Regions from separate parts of the Mus musculus genome. Here regions 1, 3 and 4 are each linked to region 2. Evidence: chromatin contacts called from public HiChIP or PLAC-seq and promoter capture Hi-C data. All regions are on one chromosome and are shown on one strand. The core of a region is the stretch at or near the end of the contact, and the rest is flanking DNA. Distances in the headings are between cores, read along the strand shown. Region 1 holds the start of B3galnt2 (UDP-GalNAc:betaGlcNAc beta 1,3-galactosaminyltransferase, polypeptide 2). Region 2 holds the start of Hecw1 (HECT, C2 and WW domain containing E3 ubiquitin protein ligase 1). Region 3 holds the start of Lyst (lysosomal trafficking regulator). Region 4 holds the start of Gli3 (GLI-Kruppel family member GLI3).

Region 1 (2,700 bases), core at 156-2,655, 570 kb before region 2:
AGCTTTTACCTGATTAAACTAAATTAAAAAATTGAAATTAAAAACATTGCAAAAATAGCCAAAGAAAAAGCTATCTTAAGGGGCTGAAGAGATGGCCCAATGGTTAAGAGATCTGGCTGCTCTTCCTGAGCACCCAATTTCAGTTCCCAGTACCTACAGGGTGGCTCACAAACACGGGGAAACTCCAGCTCCAGGGGATGGGATAGACGCCCCCCCCCCCAGCCTGCACATGCGTACACACACAAATGAAAAAAAAAATCAAATAAAATCTTTTTAAAAAAGTCAATCTTAACAGTGTCAGGTTGAGGATATAGCTCAGTTGGTAGAGGGCTTGCCTAGTAAGGATTAAGCCCTGGGTTCCATCCCAAAGCACCACTTGTGGAGATGAAGACAGAAAGATCAAGAGTTCAAGGCCATCCTCTGCAGAATAGTTTCCTGTTAACTACGTGAGACACTGGGGGCGTCTGTGTGTGTGTGTGTTACTACAATTGCTTTTTTAATACAAAACCGCTACTCAGTGGCAATATGGTGCTGAGCCTGAGAGGTGGCTCCAGTGAAGTCCGCTCGTTTCCTAACGCTGGTTGGAGATGGATCTTTTGCAAACCCAGCCCTCACACATTTGGTCACCTCAACTTGGTGGGAACTTTTCAAAGTCATCTGGCAGCTGAAGCTCTCATTTCTGTGCTTCCCGACAGTTACCCTAGTGAGGAGCGCGTGCGCACCCAGGCAGCCTCCAGATCCGGGCTTCTCCTCTGTCCTCGCTTTCCATAGCAAGCCCCGGTGTTTCTCGTCCTCCTCACCCGCCGTTGCTTACTAGAGGGAAGCAGGAAACTCCCTGCTACTCGGCGCTCAGGCTCCCCGCTGCGCTTCTTATGGGATAGGTCAGGGGAGCACACTATTATTTCGTTGAGCGCTGAGGTGCCATACAAACCTGCCCCGACTGGGCAACTGCTCCTCGAGGTCATGCGCCCTGCAGCAATGTCCACAGCGGAGGGGGTCGTACAGCAACTTGAGCAGTTAACGTGCAGGTTCCCCGTGTGCGGTACCCGCCTTTACTACAGGGGAACCCTAGCAAGAAGGTGGATGCGCATGCTCAGTGTGCCGCTAAGGCACCGCGGCCGGATGAGAGACGCGCATGCTTCGTGTGTGCACTTCGCCTCCAGCGTTGCGTAGCAGCACGCATAGCTCTCTGGGAAACGTAGTTTCTCGGGCTTACAATCTCAGGCACGCCTCCCTCCTGGGCTCAGCGAGGGACTACCGCTCCCGCCCTTCCGGCAGACAGGAGCGTGCAGGGACGCGGACTGAAGGGCTGGGCGAGAGCGAGGAGGGCTGAACGGGTGGGAAGGCCACGCACGCGGGGGCGTGGCCTTGGCCGGGAAGCGGCCGCCGCTCGTGGTGCGGATCTAAGGAGAGAGCGGCGGAGACAACGCCAGGCGTGGGCGCGAACACTCCTGGTGGCACTCGGTGTTCTTAGGTCCCCTCGCTATTGGCCGGGACGCGGGAGAGCGCGGCGGGGGCGCGAGGTGGGAGCGGCCAATGCGAAACTGGCTGGTGCTGCTGTGCCCTTGCGTGCTCGGGGCCGCGCTGCACCTCTGGCACCTCTGGCTCCGTTCCCCGCCGGACCCCCACAACACCGGGCCCAGCGCGGCAGGTGAGGTGAGGGGCTGAGTCGCTGCGCTCGTGGGAGGCCGCGGGGGATGGCTGAAGGGGCACAGGGAGGGCTCGGACGTCCCAGAACGGACGGAACAAGCGAGTCTTTCTTTAGTGTCGGGCGAACCCAACTGTTCGTTTCTTATCAGCGTGTGCTCAGCGGCCCGCGTCGTGGTCGAGGGAGGGCCCTGGTCACAACTTGGGGCGCTTCTCTCCGAGGTGGGGTGGGGGAGCGAGCTTGCCGGTGCTGACGGTGTTGGCTTTGCGTGTCAGGACTCACTTTGCAGCGAGGAGGGACGGACTGTACTTTGTGGTCTCTGATCATGAGGTGAGTCAGGAAAAGACCTAGACGTGAACTAGGGTTCAGCTGTGAGTGGAGTCGCCCCTGTATTCTGCTTGGATAGCTTGCTAATTAAGGAGCCTAAGAATACCGGATTCTTCTTTAACTTCGCGTACATTTGTTCCCAAACTTCATCCATCGTGGGAATGAAATCTTTGTTCTCATTCGCCTTACAATCTGAAGGTGCGTTTGCCCACAGTGCGTATCCAGTGTTGTCCTGCCACCCTCAACACTACTTTCTTGTCTCCTGTGTGTCATTTTCAAGTTTTTCCCGGAATGCTTATATATGTCGAGAACTCTATAGCCATTTTAAAGATAGGGTAATGCTTTAATTTTTAACTACGTTAGGATTTATCTTACCATTTCATATCCAAACAGCTGTTTTCTTTTCAGAAAGTTTTAAAACAGTTCTTCACAGCCATCACAGAACCAAGTCTTATACCTTATTTAGCAATCCTCAAAACTCCGACTGTTACCAGATTACACTGGGGTTATTTTAGTAGTGATCTCTTTTCCTATTAGACAACCACCATTTTTTTGGAAAGGCTATTTGTGTGACTGAAAAGAATGACTTCCAAGTGGTATAATGAAAGTACATTATATGCGTATTTAGCTTGTGAGACTTTTACAAACTAGTTAAAAAAGGGCCGTACATACAAAATGCTTGGCCACCTAACATCTGTTGGGGTTGTGCTCTCTCTCACTCAAAG
Region 2 (2,700 bases), core at 4-2,503:
ACACTCCCAAAATTAGTCCAGTGCCTGGGAAATTGAGGCTGCAAGGCTGTCAGAAAGCCCTGGAGTGGAGGATGGAGGGCCACTTTGAGCTCTAGGATTTTGCTGCATTGTCATGGCCTGGTAAAGTAGGGAGAATGTGTCGAATCTCCGGCCAAAAATGGACCGGATGCGGCTTTCCCAGCGCCCCCTTGCCTGCCCCCAACCTCCGCCCCTTTCTCTTCCTATGTGCAGGTAACAGTAGGGTAGGCAAAAGGACCAGCTGCTCCCGCTGAAACTCAGGTGGCAGGCCCAGATGAGAGGCACAACGGGCCAGAGATAGGGAGTCGCCTGGGGAACACCCACACCGATCATCTTCCCATCCAGTCACCACCCAGTAGACTGCACCTGGCGGCCGGCTGCAGGAGCCTTTGAGTGAGCACAGAGAGTTCGAGCAGAAACCATGGGATACAATTGTCTAAAAGCCTTGGTTCACAAGGAGTGGGTGTGGGCTGGAAAGGGGGATTACGTAGGTCTCTCCGCCCCCTCCTCTGCCATCTCTTAGCCACTGGGAGGGCGCCCAGGGGCGGAGGAGGCGCTGCGAACCCGTTTGGGGGCTTCTTTGTTTCTCTTCGGGCCCCTATCTGCCGGCTGTACCCAAGCCTTGGGATGCCAGCCCGGCTTGGGCGGCGACCCGCCCCAAGTCAACAATTGAACCTCGCGGGAGAAGAGAGGGTGGGTAAAAGGGTGGATCCCGGCTCTCTGGAGGCAGTGCGCTGCAGGGGCTTCGCAAGGGTGAGGAAGCCGCCCCAGAAAGGGGGTGGGGAGAGGGCAGGGAAGGAGAGGCTGATGGTCTGAGCGTGGCGTCTGCTTACCTTGGCAGCCTCCAACTGGGCACAGATCATGCTCCGGTCCGCACGCAGGTTAGAACCGGGGGTCGCACGTGGCTTGCATAGGTGCCAGGCATTGAGGACCTGGTTTGCTAGTCCTGGGCGATCAGCGTCTTTTGCCTTGCTCTGGCTGCTTCGTATCCTGAGCCAACTATTGTCAGAGCCACCGTCACGGCTGGAGCAGCTCTCGACTGGTGAACCTGTGCGAGCCAGGAGGGGGTCCTCTGGGTCAGAGGCTCGTGGTGTTGCGGCTCAAACAAGGACTCCCAGTGCGTGGCAACGCAGCACACTTTATTGCTTTATCCTTCCTCCCGCATCCCCTCCCTTCCTGCCTGCTCCTCTGTGGGAACCAGACTTGAGAACCAACCAGGAGCCAGGCTTGCTCTCTGTGGCTGTGCTCCGCCCTGCAGCCTCACGCACCCGCACCCTCCTCCTCACCCCTTTAGTATATATATATATATATATGTATGTATATATGTATATATATATATATATATATATATATATATATATATATATATTCTTGTTACTATAGGCCCTATCCTTCCAACACTTAGCACGCGTCCGCGAGGCTTATCTGGAACCAGCCACGGTTCATCAGTTCCTTTGTGTACATGCAAATGTTGTGTTCAGAAAGGATGAGTACCTTCTAGGTAGGTACACTGTGTCAGGTGTTCTCACCTCAATTTCCTTACTTGTCCATTTCACAGATGCAGATACATTGCACAGCATCCTCCAGTATTTTCGCAGCAAGTTCCCCCAAAACAACGTTATGATCACAAATGCCATGCTTGTAAATCGCCCTAGGTATCTATTGTTGATAAGCTTAGCTTTCCAAGCAGGTTTAGTATTAAGCAGTACACATTGTCAAAATAGTAAAATGGAAGTAGGAAAAATGCAAATCTTTATTTGACCAGCCGACCAAGATGCAAAAGAAAGTGAAATGCTGGCCACTGATTTGGTCTAATTTGGGCTTGCTACGTTCACAAAGTGCGAAGGTTCTGAGCACACAACCCCCATAATCCGCAACTCTGTGTTTTTTACAATGCCTTTTTATTTCTACCTATTTTCCTGCCCGGCACTCCCCAGGCAAACTATTTTTCACATCTTAGAGGTGTACCTTTTCCCTTACCCAGGGAACACCCTAGTATTCTTACTATACTTAGTAATGCCTGGTAATTCCTCTTAGTCACCCTGGTAATACCTCTAGCTCCAGAACCTTTTCTTGAAGAGCTGATTGGATATATCTCCATTTATAACAATAAGACAGATGGCTTCTCACTGGTGTTCTTCTTGTTGACCCACCTCTTGCCACTGATTACACTCTTGCAGCAGAACTTTACAGAAGAGGAAACCACGGGAAACCAAGTGAAGCCTCAATTCCCACCCTCCTCCCTCCCCCGGGAGCACCTCCCTTCCAGCCTGCGCTCGTCACTTCAGGTGCCCAGTGATTTCTCAATGGACATTTCCCTCTGTCTGGCAGGAATCTGATTTTCCCACCAGATGAGTTCAACGCTGTCTGTTTTTCAAACCATATCTCAAAAGCCACACAGAACCCTGAGCACACATTTCACCAGATTTGACAGATGAGCTTTGGTATGAAGAAAACCTCCAAGAATGGACTTGGCTGAGGTGCAACAATAAACACCAGAATCAACCAAATGATAATACCAACCAGAAATTTGGAAGAAAAACAAGTAAATCAACAAAAGTCTCTTGTATAAACTAATATTAAAGATTTCTGAAGACACAATTCCAACAAACTGCCACAAAGAATGCTTATTCACCTCAATTAATTGTTAAGTTGTTCAGTCTGATTTTCAGTGTTGCTGCA
Region 3 (2,700 bases), core at 45-2,544, 930 kb before region 2:
AGGCAGGCCAGCATGAATAGATACCAAAGGTGGGGACTGAGAGATTTTGTAGATAGGGAGGGTGTGATTGTGTATGTGTGGGTTCTTGCTAAACTGCCTTGGCGATTGCTAAACCTAGAGTTTACAAAGATGTGCACACATAGCACATGGGCCAAGGAGAAGGTTCAAAGTCTGACTAAAGTTTGCTTTAAGCAAGGATCTTTGTCACATTGCCCACTGTATGCTAGCATATTTGAACAGGGCTAGGTAGGGTATCATACCTGGACCCAGAATTTTTGCAAGTTTCTCTCTTTCTGTTTGACAGAAATATAAGTTCAGGCCCCAATGCTATCTTGAGGATAGCCCTGCTTCCATCTTGGTGAACCTTTCCGTTTTTTGTCTTTTGTTTTGTTTTTTTTTTTTTTTTTTAATCCTGTGACCTCCAACAGAAAATAGGACAACAGTTTATTGCACATACTGTCCATGAAAAAACAAAACAAAACAAAACAAAACAAAAACCAAAAGAAAGTTTATTCTGAGGCAACTTTGAGTGAATAGTGCTTAGTAACAGAGATTCGGGTTTCCCAGAATTACATGTTCTACTGTGAAAGAGGTTTACACGCAGTCTTATAGCCATAGAACAAAAGACCATAAATCAATACATTTGCCAAATATAGCGGAAAGGACATCGGGGAGGTAGGCTACAGCATAGCAGGAAAATCTCCAGCTGATGATACTCTTCTTTTGAGCACTGCTGAAAAGCCAGTCGTTGGCTAAGTTTAACAATACATTCCAAACTTTTTACATAACAGGCACAAAGATCTTAGGTCAGCTACAAAGGTTGGTAATAAGCAGTTTTTTTAAAGAACCTAAAGATAGTCCAAGATAATCTTGGTTACTGATCATCATCTCTCCGTAATGGTAAAGTTCTAGACAGTCAGTCACTTTGTACAGTCTTCAACAAAGATGTAATTTTCCCAGTAAACGTGAGTTTACAGTAGAAAGAAGACACTAGGCTTGCGCTTTTAGGGGCTGAATCGCCTGGGATGGACGAAGCTTTATGCGGCCGGGAGGGGTGGAGTTCAGAGAAGCTGCACAGGGCCCTCCTCGCTGCATTTGTCCCGCCTTCTTCCTCTCATTGGCTGAGATTCTCCACGCATCACGTCGGCGACCCCAGCGTGCCCTCCCGGTGGGGCGGGACTTTAGGCGCTCGAGGCGGGGACGGTGCGCACGCGCAGAGGAGCGGGTCTGGGTCTGGGCGGGGGAGGAAGGGGGTGGTGTTCCCGGTTTCCCGGGTTACCTGAGGGGGCGGGGGTGAGAGCTCACGCTGGCCTGGCAGCCTTGGTGAGTCGGGATTCTCCTGCACCGGCGGGCGAGAGCGCGCGGCGGACCACAGAGCGGAGGTAAAGACCGCAGCGGGCTCCTTTAGAGGGTCAGGGTCTCGACCTCAGCGGGGCATGGCGGGAAGGTGGCGGGCCGCCCGGGCGGGGTCGTGCCGCGCTAAGGGAACGGGGTGGTGCCCGGAGCTCGGCCCGGCCGGGGTTCGCTTGCCTTCTGAGCTCTGCACAGTTGCTGATTGAGGCGGACCCGGGCCCCGAGGGCTGTGGCGGCGGCGCGGACCCCATAGTAACTTTACTTACCGGCCGGCTGGTGCGGCGGACGGTGTCCTCAGGGGGCGCTTCACCTCGGGAAGCGCTTGTCCCGGACCGCCGCTACCCTCAGCCTGCCCGGTCCTTCCCAGCAGGTGACAGCGGGAGCTGACAGGTTCAGGGCGTCTCACTTCGCGCCGCGGGTCCATCTGTCATTCCCCACCCTGGTGCTTCGGAGTCCTTGCTGTCCCTTCCCTGCCCGTGACACCTGCTGCGGGACTCTGCAAACAACCCTTCGTGGTTCGCGCGCACCTCTGGAGCGGTGGCTGAGATGCTAATATAATAGGGACGTGACCCAGGGAGATTTCCTCTGCCACCGGAGGCCAAGGGTTCATGATGGAGGGTTGGAGCTCAGGGAGTCAAGAAAAGTGTCCTCATCCAATCCTCAGAGGGATAAACAAAACAGCAAAACATCCTTGATGGAGAGAGAGAGAGAGAGAGAGAGAGAGAGACAGAGACAGAGACAGAGACAGAGACAGAGACAGACAGACACAGCTCTTGCTTGGTAGTTGATGGTGTGAGAAAAAAATTTTAAGGTGTTGACTCGTGTAGAACACACATTTGTGTTGAATTCTGGCCAGTATTTCCTTAAGGATCAAATTCATTGTGCATTTTCTCCAGGGTTTGTTTAACAGGTTGATATGGCACATTAATTTGAGCTTTTTCTTCCTGAAAGGCATTTGGCTGGTCTGCCTTTACTTTTAACTTCCACACCTAGTAACCTTATACTAATAAAGATGTTGGCTCTTAGCTTTTATTATGTAGCTGATTGGTAGGGGATATCTGTATTTACAGAGCATTGCAAGTAACTTTTCTGCTGCTCGTTGCTGTCATCCACGTTGACACTAACACATACAGATATTGAGAGACTTTGGAAGATAGAGGACGTAAGGGGGAGATGAGTTTCTGTTATTTAGTTTCCATTAAAATACTTCCCAGACAATAAATTGCATATAGAGCATATGCATTTAGTAAAGATGTTTAAGTACCTATTGTGGACCAGACACGTTTTATAAACAGATAAATACCCCCTTTCTTGGGTCATACATATTCTGGAAGAACCTCAGACAAT
Region 4 (2,700 bases), core at 153-2,652, 940 kb after region 2:
ACACTGAAAGCTTAAGTCACTCTCTGCTTTTGTCTTTGTCATAAGCAACAAGTCACCAGAAACAAATAACGAATACACTGTCAATTCCGTTAAAAATTTTCCCCAGTTTAGCACGTGAATTTCAAAATGTTCTTCAAATTATTATAGCTATTCATCCACCCACTCTGCCTTCAAGACGGCTGCCACAGAGCACCCTGAGCACCAAGGCACTCCTGGTGGGCCAACTGCTTACTCCGGTATTCTGGAATGTCTCTTGGGTTTTCTTCTTTCTTCCACCCCCTTGAAATCCTCCCTTTCAAGTAACAGGTTGGGGTGAGTACCTGGATGGGGAGAGAGAGATGAGTGCACTGGCCCGTTGAAGTAACATGGGTCTTTTAAAAGAAACCAAGGACAGGCACTCTGCATCTTAAGGAAAAGAACCCCGTGCAAGTCAGGGTTCTCAGCTCAAGTCCCGGTTCCCAGCTCGGGTCTTTGTGTTCTTTGCAAAGTGGCCCACGGGGACAGTAGGCTGTACGGCGAGACGTCCCAAACGGAGTTTAACGCAACGGGGAGGAAAGTCTTCAACTTTCAAAAGCATCATCCCGCGAGAGGAAGTTTCAGGCTTGGCCTAGGGAAAAGTACCAGGAGGTGTGCGGGGGTGGGGCAGTGGCGATCTGAGAGGTCTCTAGAGAAGGAAGGGGAGTCCAGCCCGAGAGCGGAGTTGGGGGGGGGGGGGGCGAAGAGAGGCGGCATGGGCGAAGCGCCCGGCAGCGCGCGAGCCCCGGCTGCTCGGCTGCGCGGGAGCGCAGGCCTGGAGGGCTCGGGTGACATCACCCGCGGGCCCCTTCCTCCTGCCGGGTGGGTGGGGCCTGGCGCGCCGCGCGGGCGCGGGGTCAAGGAGGGGGAAGAGGAGGAGCAGGCCTGGATGTGTCTGTGTGAGGACCCGGGAGGGGCGGAGGCGGTGGAGCGCGTGGCTCCCGGCTGCCCGCGCCAGCCCTGCCCGGCCCGACGCGCGGCCTCAGTGCCGCCCCTCAGCGCAGCGCCCTGGGATCCGCGCGCGCGGAGCGGGACCCCGCCGGGCGCGGCCTGGAAAGGAGCGGGAAAGCAAAGTAAGGCGAGCAGTCTTCCCAAGTTTTTAAACCAACTTCGCCCCCTGCGGCGGCGGCGGCGGCGGCGGCGGCGGCGTCGTCCCGCGGCTCGGCGCGTCCCCCCCAGCGCTCCTCCGAGTGGCGGAAATTAGAGGGACGGGGCGGGGGTGGGGGCGCGCGAGGGAAGAAGGAGCCGGGAAGGAGAGCAGAGTCTGACCACATCTGTGAAAACTTGGGGAAGGAGGGCGGGGAGGAGGAGGAGCGCAGGAGCGCGCGGAGGGGAGCGCGAAGGGCGCGCGCGGCGGAGCTCAACTTTTGCAACCGGGGCGCTCGGCCTGGACGGGCCCTTAGTCGTTGAAAAGTCGACTTGACGGTCGGGGGGCTCCTTTCTTTCTCTTTCTCCTCCCACCCGCGGTTGAACCAAATCAGAACTGTCACTCAGGGCCGGTGACTCAGAGGGATCAGATTACAGGATCCCTGAAACTGATGCGCGGGCTGCAGCGGCGGGAGGGAGCGGACCGGGCCGCACCGCCGGCGCCCGCACACTCGTCCGCCCGCCCGCCGCTCCCCTCCTCGCCCGCTCGCCCCGTCGCCGGCCCACGCCACACCATGCCCGCCGGGGCCGCACGCTGGGATCAGTCAGGCCATCCACGGTAGCCCGAGTCCGCCTGCCGCTCCGCCGGCGCAGGTCTGTGGATTTGGGACCTGACAGCCAAAGCCGCAGGTACGTCCCGCCTGAAGTTCTTTGTTTTGCGGGCCCCGCAGCCCTCCCTGTCGAGCTTCCCGGCGGCGTCGGAGCGGCTTGTGTGCGCTCGCGCCTTCCCGCGCTCTCGGGGATCGGGTCTCGGCTCTCCGGACTGCAGAGCTCCTGCCCCAGGGCGCGCGGACCAAGTTTGCAGCGGCGGCGTCCGTGCCTACTTCTCGCCAAGTGCTGCGCAGAGCTCCGGGAGTCCGGAGCTGCGGCTGGTCCTCGCGCCCCCGCAAGCCGCAGCTTGGCTTGCGCGCAGCGCCTGGGGATGCGCCGAGCCGCCGCTGCCCCGCTCTCCAGGGTCCCGCCTTCACTTCTGAGGGTGGGGGTGCGGGGTGAGCGGATGGAGGGCGCGCCTCCGCGGTGGGAGAGGAAAAGTGAAAGTTGTGCCATCTGTGCGTGATTTGGAACTCTGTCTCTTCCTTTCCAGAGGTAGAGCAGAAAGAAAGAAAAGAGAAAGAAAGAAAAGTAGCCGTGGCCCTTGCGGTAACCAAGAGGCCGAATTTGCACAGAGCAGAGTTGGGTACGGATCACTCTACTCTGCTGGGGACACTTAACTTTCTGGAGTTGCAGTGGGACCCCGAGGATGTGGCAGAGTTAATATTGATCATACATTTGAATAGTTGGTGAAGCGACTTTTCAGCAGATGGCCACATGCCCTCACACTCGGCCCGGCCTTTGCTTATTATCCTTTGATGAACTTAGTATCCTTCTGTGAACTTTGTGCCTGTGTCCCGGAGTGCACCTTTTTGAGTACCAAGCCATACCCCCCCTCCCCCCAGGCTTTCTTGGCTGTGTGTGTGTAAAGACCACTTAGGGAAGTTTCCTGCACCGCGTTTACCCTTTCTCCTCCCCCAACTTGGTTGTAGATTCTGGCCTTGGGTA

The links. Promoter capture Hi-C pulls out the DNA fragments that hold promoters and counts their contacts. HiChIP or PLAC-seq counts read pairs in DNA pulled down with a chosen protein or histone mark.
Region 1: a contact with region 2 is called in a promoter capture Hi-C map of hippocampal neurons, with 4 times the contacts expected there. The contact joins the promoter of B3galnt2 here to the promoter of Hecw1 in region 2. A contact is called at or near these places in 4 of 39 promoter capture datasets (the 3T3-L1 cell line, cranial neural crest, embryonic stem cells and 1 more), 1 of 484 Hi-C or Micro-C datasets (embryonic stem cells) and 2 of 115 datasets of contacts at active chromatin or transcription factors (astrocytes and large pre-B cells).
Region 3: an H3K4me3 HiChIP or PLAC-seq map of stem cell-derived neural progenitor cells shows a contact between it and region 2, with 5 times the contacts expected there. The contact joins the promoter of Lyst here to the promoter of Hecw1 in region 2. A contact is called at or near these places in 1 of 39 promoter capture datasets (cranial neural crest) and 1 of 115 datasets of contacts at active chromatin or transcription factors (stem cell-derived neural progenitor cells).
Region 4: a contact with region 2 is called in an H3K4me3 HiChIP or PLAC-seq map of stem cell-derived neural progenitor cells, with 4 times the contacts expected there. The contact joins the promoter of Gli3 here to the promoter of Hecw1 in region 2. A contact is called at or near these places in 4 of 39 promoter capture datasets (liver, pre-B cells and stem cell-derived epiblast-like cells) and 3 of 115 datasets of contacts at active chromatin or transcription factors (embryonic stem cells and stem cell-derived neural progenitor cells).

What each region holds. Positions count from the first base shown.
Region 1 is chr13:13,953,269-13,955,968 of GRCm38.p6, forward strand. It overlaps B3galnt2 (UDP-GalNAc:betaGlcNAc beta 1,3-galactosaminyltransferase, polypeptide 2), which reads left to right and starts at 1,406. Exons shown (of 12, transcript NM_178640.3): 1 at 1,406-1,651. The coding sequence starts at 1,537.
Region 2 is chr13:14,521,973-14,524,672 of GRCm38.p6, forward strand. It overlaps Hecw1 (HECT, C2 and WW domain containing E3 ubiquitin protein ligase 1), which reads right to left and starts at 1,254. Exons shown (of 29, transcript NM_001081348.3): 1 at 852-1,254. Gm30893 (a long non-coding RNA gene) reads left to right here and starts at 623. Exons shown (of 2, transcript XR_382090.4): 1 at 623-711; 2 at 1,577-2,528.
Region 3 is chr13:13,589,115-13,591,814 of GRCm38.p6, forward strand. It overlaps Lyst (lysosomal trafficking regulator), which reads left to right and starts at 1,295. Exons shown (of 53, transcript NM_010748.2): 1 at 1,295-1,382. Gm30836 (a long non-coding RNA gene) reads right to left here and starts at 2,087. Exons shown (of 2, transcript XR_382086.4): 1 at 1,620-2,087.
Region 4 is chr13:15,462,321-15,465,020 of GRCm38.p6, forward strand. It overlaps Gli3 (GLI-Kruppel family member GLI3), which reads left to right and starts at 1,403. Exons shown (of 15, transcript NM_008130.3): 1 at 1,403-1,791. It overlaps Gm6556 (a long non-coding RNA gene), which reads right to left and starts at 2,298. Exons shown (of 1, transcript XR_001780862.2): 1 at 1-2,298.